2 separate regions of the Mus musculus genome follow, and region 1 is linked to region 2. Evidence: chromatin contacts called from public HiChIP or PLAC-seq data. All regions are on one chromosome and are shown on one strand. Each heading gives the region's core, a stretch centred on a gene start, on an enhancer-like site or on the middle of the called end of the contact. The rest is flanking DNA. Distances are from core to core; before and after follow the strand shown. Region 1 overlaps Airn (antisense Igf2r RNA). Region 2 overlaps Slc22a3 (solute carrier family 22 (organic cation transporter), member 3).

Region 1 (4,822 bases), core at 1,840-4,339, 310 kb after region 2:
TTTTTTCAGTTGTAAATTCTTGGTTCAGTTTGCTTGAAATTCCCAAGCTACATAAGAAATAACTTAGTAGAAAGAAAAGGAAGAAAACTGTGAGAAAACTACAAGTCTCTCTCTCTGGGCCTCTTCTTTTCTTTTTCCCCTCCCTCTTTCATTTCCTCTCACACACACTGGCCTCTAGCTCACTGGTCTCTTACCTCAGCCTCCTGGGTGCTGGGATTACAGGCCCAAGCCACTACGTCCAAGTTTGACTATCAAATTTCTTCCAGCATAATGTTGGCTCTTTCAAAGATTCTTTTCCCTCTCTCCCATTGTGGATGACATCATGGAAAGAGTGTGTCGGAGCTAGCCAGACAGGAAGCCTGAGAGACAGGCCCAGGCATGTACCTTTATAAAAACACTCTCTCAAGAGCCCAACCAGGGTATCACGGGCCCCACATCCATTCCTTCCTTCCTGAGCGCTACATCCCCCAACCCCTGAGGCCAGGTTCTACCTCCTGTAGATACCATCACATCTTAAAGTCACCATGCTAAGGACTAAACCCCCGACATGTGAATGCTTAAGGAACAAATGGAATCCAAACTCCAAGAGACTGAGGTGGTTTATTAAGCTAAAACAGTTAGACAGGCCAGTATGCCAGATCACTATAACCAGAAAAGTTAGATAGGCCAGTATGCCAGATCACTATAACCAAAAAAGTTAGATAGGCCAGTATGCCAGGTCACTATAACCAGAGCCCTCGCAAGGCTGAGACAGGAGAATGGCTACAAGTCTAAATCCAGCCTGGTCTATATAGCAAGAACCAGGCTAGCTGGAGCTATAACTCATAATAATAATAATAATACATGCTAAGTATAAAGTCAAAATACATAGCCCCACCAAAGAGGTTTAGCAGGAAAAAAAAGCAGTATTTTTTTCTATTTCTTTTCTTTTTTTGTTTTACTCTTTCCATGATGACCTAGATACACAGTGATGGGAATTTTGAAAAGGAAGTAAATCAGTATAATATTTCATAACTTGTATTGCTTGCAACCATCCTATAACCAGGGATGAATTACAAATCACAACTCCAATTCAGTTTGTCCAAATCTACATGGTATCAGCAATCTGTAGCCTGGGGGTTGACAGTCGATGAAACCTTTCAGGGACCAACAATTAGCACCGACAATGCCAAGAAGTTTGAGCCGCTTGCCTAAAACGTAGAATAAGGAAGCGGAGGAGTCTGGAGTCACATCCAGGACTATTGGACTCCAGAGGCGTTTTAGAAAACTCATCTCAGAGCAGAAACCATGAGAAGCAGGAGCCTGCCAGCTGCTCTTGTTTACACAGTTCTGTTGGCTCTGGAACACAGTTCAAGGGTTGGGCAGGGTGTGGCCATCTGGAGAGGCACGTGCTGAACCTTGAACAGGCAAAGTGACAAGGCATCCAGCCTGTGAGACTGCAGGATGAGAGCCAGGATCAGGGCACAGGACCTGTGTCACTAGCCTTGGTCCCCCACAGAGGGGGCCATGCTAGCCTAGGTTCACCCATGTCAGATTAACAACAGAATGGGGGAGGGGGTGGCTCAAGGGAATCCTCTTTCTGATCCACTTTTCTTCCGTCCCACCAGCTCACTCATCCCTTCCTCCATTTTGACACGTTTACAGTTCTTATCTCCATCAGCTGTGTCTCAGGCTTGCCACACAACAGTGTAGACGCTCAGATAAGTCATCCTGGTACCCAGCAAGACCTTGGAAGAACAGTCCTAAGCAGGATGCAAAAGTAAACTTTTCCCCCGTTGGATTGATTCAATCCTGGTATTTTTCTGAAGTAAAAATAAAAACAAAAACAAAACAACAACAACAAAAAAAAAACCAAACCAAAACAAAACAAAAAAAACCTAAACCCTGAATGGCATACCTTGCTATTGTGAGAGTCCGTGGACTTTGTTCATCGCTTCAGGCAGAAAATTCTCTTTTTTTCCATATTGTTCACCATCTTGCCTTTGGGATTTTTTTTTTTTTTTTTTGATAGAGTCTCAAGTAACCTGAACTGGCCTCAAACTTGCTATGTAGTAAGAGGTACCTCGAACCTCTAACCTCCTGTCTCCACTTCCCAAGTGCTGACATTATAGGCATGTACCACCATTCCTGGTTTATGTGGTACATGCAAGCCTGGTCAGCACTCTTCCAATTAAACTTTACCCATAATCCTTATAATACATTCTTCTGGTTGGGTCTACATGAGTTCGGCCTGTCTTCATTCCTCTTAAAAATGATTTCCTCAACAAGCAAGGGTGGAATAGTTCCACCACAACAGACCTATAGACAGTTTCATGGGGGGAAAAGAAAGACAATGTTCTATTGTTTTTTTTTTTTAAAATAACTATTCATTGACTATGTGTGTGAGCCTCTGGGGGGTTATGAGCACCAACCACCTTTGCACAGTGACCATAGAAGCCAGAAGGGGGCTTCAGAGCTCCTGGAAATGGAGTTGCAAGCCACTGAGAGGCACTGCATAGGTCCTGGGAAGCTAATGTGCACACCCTCTACAAAGGCAGCAAGTGTTCGCAGCTGCTGAGCCATCTCTCCATCCCCAAGATTTTTTTTTTTTTTTTTTTTTTGAAATCGCTATGTACTAAATGGTTCCTGCAAGCAGCTATTGCCGATTGCCACTTTGCTCTGCACCTGGGAGCTGCATTTGACTGTTTAAGTGGTTCTGTCCCGGAGCTGCTGAAATGCCCAGTGGAACCACAAGCACTCCTTCAGACTTCCTGTTTCCCAAGAGCAGGCAACAGGGGTGTCGATTACAGCTCGTGCAGGCCTGGGGCAGGGAGGCCCACATGTCCTGTGTGTTTTCTATCTGCAGGCTCCGTACAGATGGTGAGGTTGTTCCCACAGCAAATCTGCCACCAAAGGGGATAGGAAATCTTGGCAGGAAGCTCTCTCAAGCACCAGGGGAGAGTCTCCCAGTGACCTTGGCCTCCACCCAACCCTTTCTCACTACTAAATGAGGAAAGCATCTTGAACAGATTCTGCCAAGACTGATGGGACTTGGGCCTTTCTCAGCGCTGGAATGTTAGGTGAAAGCAAGCAGACACATGTTAACAACTAGACACAAAACAGCTTCGATACTATTCAATCACAACAAGGGAGCCCTCTTCCTGGAGGCTCCTAGCCACGTAGGAGAGAGACCAGCTTTCCTGGGTGTGTTCGCCCGAAGGCATTCGCTTTCTCTGGCAAGATCTTACGGTTAACCAAGATTTCCATGGAGTGAGCAGTCCTTGGCAGAAGAAAAACAGAAGCAAGACCACAAAATATTGAAAAGACTCCTGAGGCTGGCGTGGAGTTAATAATCACTTGTACAAACGGGCGGAACTGGTCTCAATGGGGCCCAGAAGCAATGGATGTAGGGGTATATGATGTGGCATCGCGGGGTTCGCACAGGCAAGGAAAAATATCAGCGGTCTATTCTTTTCCATCTCCGAGGCCACCCTCAGGATAGCTGCTTGATGGTCTTTGCCTCCAGACCAGGCCTCCCCCAGCCACTGGAGATGCCTCAGGAGGTCTGACCCACTTAGAGCTGGAGGTGTAGGGCTGGAGAGATAGCTCAGAAGTTAAGAGCACTGACTGTTCTTCATAAGGTCCTGAGTTCAAATCCCAGCAACCACATGGTGGCTCACAACCATCCATAACGAGATCTGACACTCTCTTCTGGTGTGTCTGAAAACAGCTACAGTGTACTTACATATAATAAATAAATAAGTCTTTTAAAAAAATAAGGAAAAAAAAAGGTAGGTGGTAGACTTCCTAGTGCTCAAAGAGACCAGGGTTTGAGTCTCAGCCCTGGACTTGAGATACATAGACTGCCTGGGAACTCCCTATGGAGCTGGGAACAGTGTTGAAATCCTGATCTCCCTTCCTCTATCTCCTGAGATCCTGTGTGTGTGCCACCATAACTGGGCAAAACTGCTAAGGTGTCCTCAAACAGTCTGTCCCTGTCAGGACACTTCCAGATGAAAAACCTCATCTCAGGTTCACCTCAAGCTACAGGGTTCCAGAGGCATCTGCATCCTTTGAGGTCTGTCCTTGCCTCTGTGCGCTTCTCTTTCCCTTGTGCCTCCTGAACACCATCACAGATCCCCAGTTTGCTGTCAACCTCTCAGTCGACTCTGCTCTACTGAGAGGTTTTTCTGATGTTCCTAGTTACATTTCCAGATTCCTGAAGACAGATAAACAATACCCTGCTGTGGATTAGCGCCTGGCTTAGGCAGAACAGACCCACTCTCTTTCCCAGACGCCCTCCTGTCTCCCTTATTCACTTTCAGTCAATCAGTGTTTTACCACTCATACATTTATTTATCTTGCTGGGGGAGGGGAATGTGCCCACCTGGAGCTTTCGAGTGGAGGCCAGAGGTTACCTCACAGGAACTGGTTCTCTCCGCCCACATCAGGTTTGGTGGTGAGGGCCTTTACCTGCTGAACACTGAATTTTAAAACAAAACTCATCAGAATAATCTTAAATAACCCTTCTCATTAAAGCCACCGGTGTGGGTGGGTGAGTGAATGTGAGTGTGTGTGGGGGTATGGTTATCTGTGTGTGTGTGTGTGTGTGTGTGTGTGTGTGTGTGTGTGTGTGTGTAAACAGACCTGACAATCCTGTGGGATGCGGGAAGAAAACACAAGAGCCAATCATAATAGCTTCCTTTCCACTTGTGCATTAAATTATGTCCAAGTATTTTACAAATACAATACTTTGACTAGGCTGGGCAATGGGACTAGTTCACGTCTCTAATCCCAGCCCTTAGAAGGCAGAGGCAGGCAGATCTGTAAATTCTAAGCCAGC
Region 2 (4,709 bases), core at 1,919-4,418:
GTCAGTGGTTGTCAGAGCCTTGGTCCTGCCCCTGTAGATAACCTTTTCCTTCCCGAGAACATATTGTAAGGGTTGCAGAGGTCATTGATGTGCTCTGAATCAAAGATCCCAGGGCCTCTTCTGTGGGGCCTCTGAGAAGGAACTGTACACTTCAGGGAAGATATCTTCAAGCCACTGCTCAGAAACCCCACAGGCTGAGCATAATTACTGTTGCCCCGCCTCAGATTGCATTTTGCTATCCATGGTCACTGAGGTGCCCATCATGGCCTCGTGGCTGCTTCATGCCTTCTCTAGCTCTGTGCGTGGTAAAAGGCTATTTGTTCTGAAACTACAAGAGACAGGACTAATAACTGTCTCTCTCTAGGCCTCTTCACAGGCAGACAGTGGCATCCTTTCCTCAATCTACCACATACTTATAATGTGTTTGACATTATGTGACACGCACAGATTTACAACTCAGCCTCTTTTTTTTTAATAATTGATGGAATATCACCAGTATTTCCAAATTGGTATTATACACACACACACACATATGTATAAAATCTCTGTAGTGAGCATATCCAATGGTTGCCTATAATATTTGAACCTTCTTCTCTATTAAGCACCCATGCCATGCCATTTGCCTGAATTCATTTGATTATTTTATATCTTGTGAATCTTTTTTCCCTATTTGTGGGGTTTAAGGGGTGACCAGTTGTCTTCAACTGCCAGGGACTTTCCTAGTTTTAACATTGAAAGATCCTTGTCAGGAAACTCCCTCAATTCTGGAAAATCAGGGTAGCTGGCCTGTCACCTTAAGAGTTTATCGGCTGGAGGCAATGGAAGAAATTGACATCTAGATGCTGGACACAGCATCCTATGAGAAACTTCTGCAAAAAGGGCCAACCATTCAAGGCATCCCGCTCGGGAGGAGTCTGGGGGCATAGAGATAGTGGGAAGTTTGTGAAGCTGCCCACTGAGGTGGATAAAAGACATGAAAGGGATTTCAAGACAGAGAAGAGTTTGGAGGTAGGAAGGCAAGAGCTTGGGCATACAGGCTCACTAAGACTTGGGGAAGATATGTGTACTGTCCATCTTGGAGGAAACAGGCAAGGATTCTGGCCTTCTCACCTGCAGACCCAGCCCTGTGGGAAACCCTTGGTACCTAAGTCACCCAGCAGTTCCAAGCCCCTTGCCCACTTTGTACCTCTGGCTCCCACATTGCTGCTGCTGTGTGTTGCCTCAGGCACCCATATTTAGGCCTTCTGCCAGCATGACGATGCTAACCCTGAGGAGAACATTTGATCCCTAGGAGAGAAAAGCCTTTGAGCGTCCCAGGGAGCTCTGTGAAGCCACTGCCCTGAGCGGCAGCTGCCAGGACAGGCAGAGGAAGGAGTCCTTTTCTCAGCTCCAGTCTTTCAACCCTCCTGGTTTCTGATGACCTAGTAACTAAGTTCACAGGCCACCCCTGCCCCAGATCCTGCTTTCTGGGACCACAGGTCGGAGAAGATGGTGGAAAGAGCAAGCAAACAGTGGGGAGGTGGGGAGGGAGGGAAGACATGCTGAGCCGGCACATCCTATCCTAGGGTGCTGTGCAGATTTGCCAACCCAGATGACTTTGAGAATCTGGTCGGGCTAGAGAGATGGCTCAGCCGTTAAAGGCTAGGCTCACAACCAAAAATATAAGAGAATCTGGTCTGCCAAAGATTTTGAGCACTATCCAGTGCCTTTGTGCCCTTTAAAGACAAATCAACGCCTAAAAATTCATATGTGACAACACACACACACACACACACACACACACCCAACAGATATACACATACACAGATACACACACAGACCACAGACAAATACACACAGATACATACACAGAGACAGACAGACAGATACACACAGAGAGATGCACTTGCACACACACAGGCACACAAAGACACACAAACACACACGGAGATGTACAAACTCACAGATGCACACAAATACACACACACACACATACACACTCCTAAAAAAACCTGTGTTACCAAAACAATTCGGGTTACACAGCTATTAAAAGTACAGACTTACCTCTCATGAATGACACACCTGCACACATACAAAGCCATGATCAGGATCTGGGCAAACAGCTGCCCAGAGAGTCTCACCTGCCTGGGCTCTGTGCTGTCCTGAAGCAGCAGGATGCCCCCACCACACAGCTCCTGGAACAGCCAAGGAGTGGCTACAGAGGACCATGACATTGGCAGCCTCAGGACACTGGACACCAACTTTATCATAGACTTAGGGTACATGATGTCATTATCGGCTACAGTGGATCAGAGTGCAGAGGGACCTTGCAAGGAAGGCTCCTCTATTGCTGCCTCTCTTCCTAAGCCCTTTGCCCACTCTCAAGACTTTCTTGTAAGTTTACAGAAGTTCCACTTATATTCTAGAATCATTTGTAAGCATATACAAGTTCAGACCTTGTAGGTACTTTTTCCAGTTCTCCTTCACCAACCCCAGGGCTTCCAAAGGCAAATTTATATCATTCCCTGTACCATCACCTCCTTCTACAAAATGGGTATTTCAGCTTGAGCCATCACAGGGTACTCATGAGGTGTGTGCAACCCTGGGTAGCACAGTCAGCATCCCTAAAGTGCTGGGTGTGTACGGCACACAATGGTACAGATGTCGGCTGGCTGTTTCTACCTAATGCTATTCCATCATTGGCCACTGTCTTCACTAAAAAATTAGAATCTAATCTTTCAATGTCTAGATTATTGGCTCTTGATTCATATTTTACACTTTTAGATTCTTGTTTTTAAAACTCTTTCCTTGGGGCGAAGGAAGTGACTCTGTTGGTCAAGTCCCTGCCAAGCAAGCATCAGGAACTGTCTTCAGTCCCCTACTTACATAAGAAGTCAGGTGTGGTGGTAACCCCCTATGATCCCAGAGGTGGGGAGACAAAGGCCAGAGGAACTCTACACTCATTGGCCAGCAAATCTTGCTGAACTGGGCAGCTCCAGGTTCCATAGAAGACACTACATCAATCTCCAGAACATGTTCACATGCAAAACACATGTGTGCACATATGCATTAAATTAATTAATCACCCCCCCCCGACTTTGTCACACCCGCCTCTATTTCCTTCAGTTGCTTTGACATTTGGCTTTGAGGTTCTCGAGTCTACCTTTGAATGTAGTGAGAGGTAGATGCTTTGTATCCTTATCTGATTATCACTGGGGTTTGCTTTAACACAATCTACCACACAGTGCATGTGTCCCCCTTCGAATGATAGAGTTGCATGATGTGGCCCTGGGCTGGGGCCGGTCTCCATAGTCATTTCTTCCCATTCGCTGTTTTTCTGCTCTGGCTCGAACTCTTTGTCTACCACCTTTCAGAACGACTCGCCTTCTTGTAGACCTTTATTCTCCCAAGTAAACATTACAATTTCATATTTGTTTCTTATCTCTTTTTTTCCTTTGTTAGTGTTGTTGTTGTGGGTTATGAGCTAAGATCTCCTGTGACCCAGTCTGCTCCTGATCCTCCTGCCCCAGCCTTCTGAAGGCAGAGAGTCCAAGAGTGACCCATCATGCCTGGCTGCTGCTGCCTCCTGCCTCCTTCTCCTCCTCTTCTTAAAACTAATGATAAATAGAGACATAGGTCCCAGCTCACCCCACGGTCTACTACCAAGGCAATGATGTTAAGGTGGAAAGGCTACATTTTTTAGAAACAAGTGAATAGATGAGGCACACTAACCACATACCTAATGTTAAAATTAACTCAAGAGAGTGATCATGCTTGTGACTGATTGGGACAATATTCAAATCTGACTACAGCTGGAGAGTCAGAGCTTCTATATAGCTTAATTTATTTTTTTAAGCAAAGATGTTGCAGAGAATCAGAGTGGATGGAAAAGACAATCTAAAGACAACTACTTAAAAGTTTTCAAATAATTTATAGCCTGCTTATGTGTTGATGTGGATAGATTCTATGGCTATCATGGACAAAATGTTCACAACATTTCCTAAAGGAGAAATATCTCCACAACTTGCTATTAAATGAGATGGGAAATTGACTACACGAGAAGGAAAAAAAACATGACAGTTATAAACACTCAAAAGTATACAAAAAAGAATTTTTATTACTCTCCTAAGAGCAACGTGATCAACCAAAGGTCACTCTTTTCTAATGCAATTCGAAGGGCCAGGAATTAACTTCGCTCACAGCTTTGTTTGATAATGTTATTGCCATTCCTGCCAGATCATCTTCACATGCAATAAAATGTCACTGTTCAAATGCACACTGTATGTTTAATCACAGAATCTAGGTCAGAGGTCAGCATTCACCCTGCTGAAGGAGGCTGGGTTTCAGCCTTATTGCTGTTTTTCTAAATGTTTTATTTCTTGAGACCATGACTTGTCAAACCATACAGGCTGGATTTCATTGCTACCTCTGTTGTGCCATGATTATGACCTGGCATATATGATTATTACCCTAAGTAACTCCATTAATTACACTGTGGGGTTTTCTTCCAGTTAAAAACTTCATGTAAGATGCCCATTTGGATAGTTTCTTTTCTACTGAACAATGCAGTCTCCTCCACTAAGACTTAGTATGGTCTAATATTACATTTATAGTTTTTAAAAATTATTTTTATTAATCATTCCATTCATTTACATTTCAAATGATATCCCATTTCCTGGCTACCCCTCTACCACCACCCCATCCCACATCTGCTCTCCCTCTCCCCTTTG

Evidence for each region. HiChIP or PLAC-seq counts read pairs in DNA pulled down with a chosen protein or histone mark.
Region 1: an H3K27ac HiChIP or PLAC-seq map of T-cell acute lymphoblastic leukemia shows a contact between it and region 2, with 2.9 times the contacts expected there. The contact joins two enhancer-like sites. A contact is called at or near these places in 3 of 115 datasets of contacts at active chromatin or transcription factors (DN3 thymocytes, T-cell acute lymphoblastic leukemia and large pre-B cells) and 1 of 9 other capture datasets (embryonic tail).

The regions. Positions count from the first base shown.
Region 1 is chr17:12,791,337-12,796,158 of GRCm38.p6, forward strand. All of the region lies in intron 1 of Airn (antisense Igf2r RNA), which reads left to right. Among named protein-coding and RNA genes, the nearest start is that of Igf2r, 24 kb to the left of the region's middle. RefSeq lists an enhancer at 1-1,734. Within about 2 kb of position 3,090, at least 112 of the 459 cell types and tissues checked have an H3K27ac peak or open chromatin away from gene starts, as enhancers often do. A contact at or near this core is called in T-cell acute lymphoblastic leukemia, where this site is marked.
Region 2 is chr17:12,481,618-12,486,326 of GRCm38.p6, forward strand. All of the region lies in intron 1 of Slc22a3 (solute carrier family 22 (organic cation transporter), member 3), which reads right to left. Among named protein-coding and RNA genes, the nearest start is that of C030013G03Rik, 17 kb to the left of the region's middle. Within about 2 kb of position 3,169, at least 9 of the 459 cell types and tissues checked have an H3K27ac peak or open chromatin away from gene starts, as enhancers often do. A contact at or near this core is called in T-cell acute lymphoblastic leukemia, where this site is marked.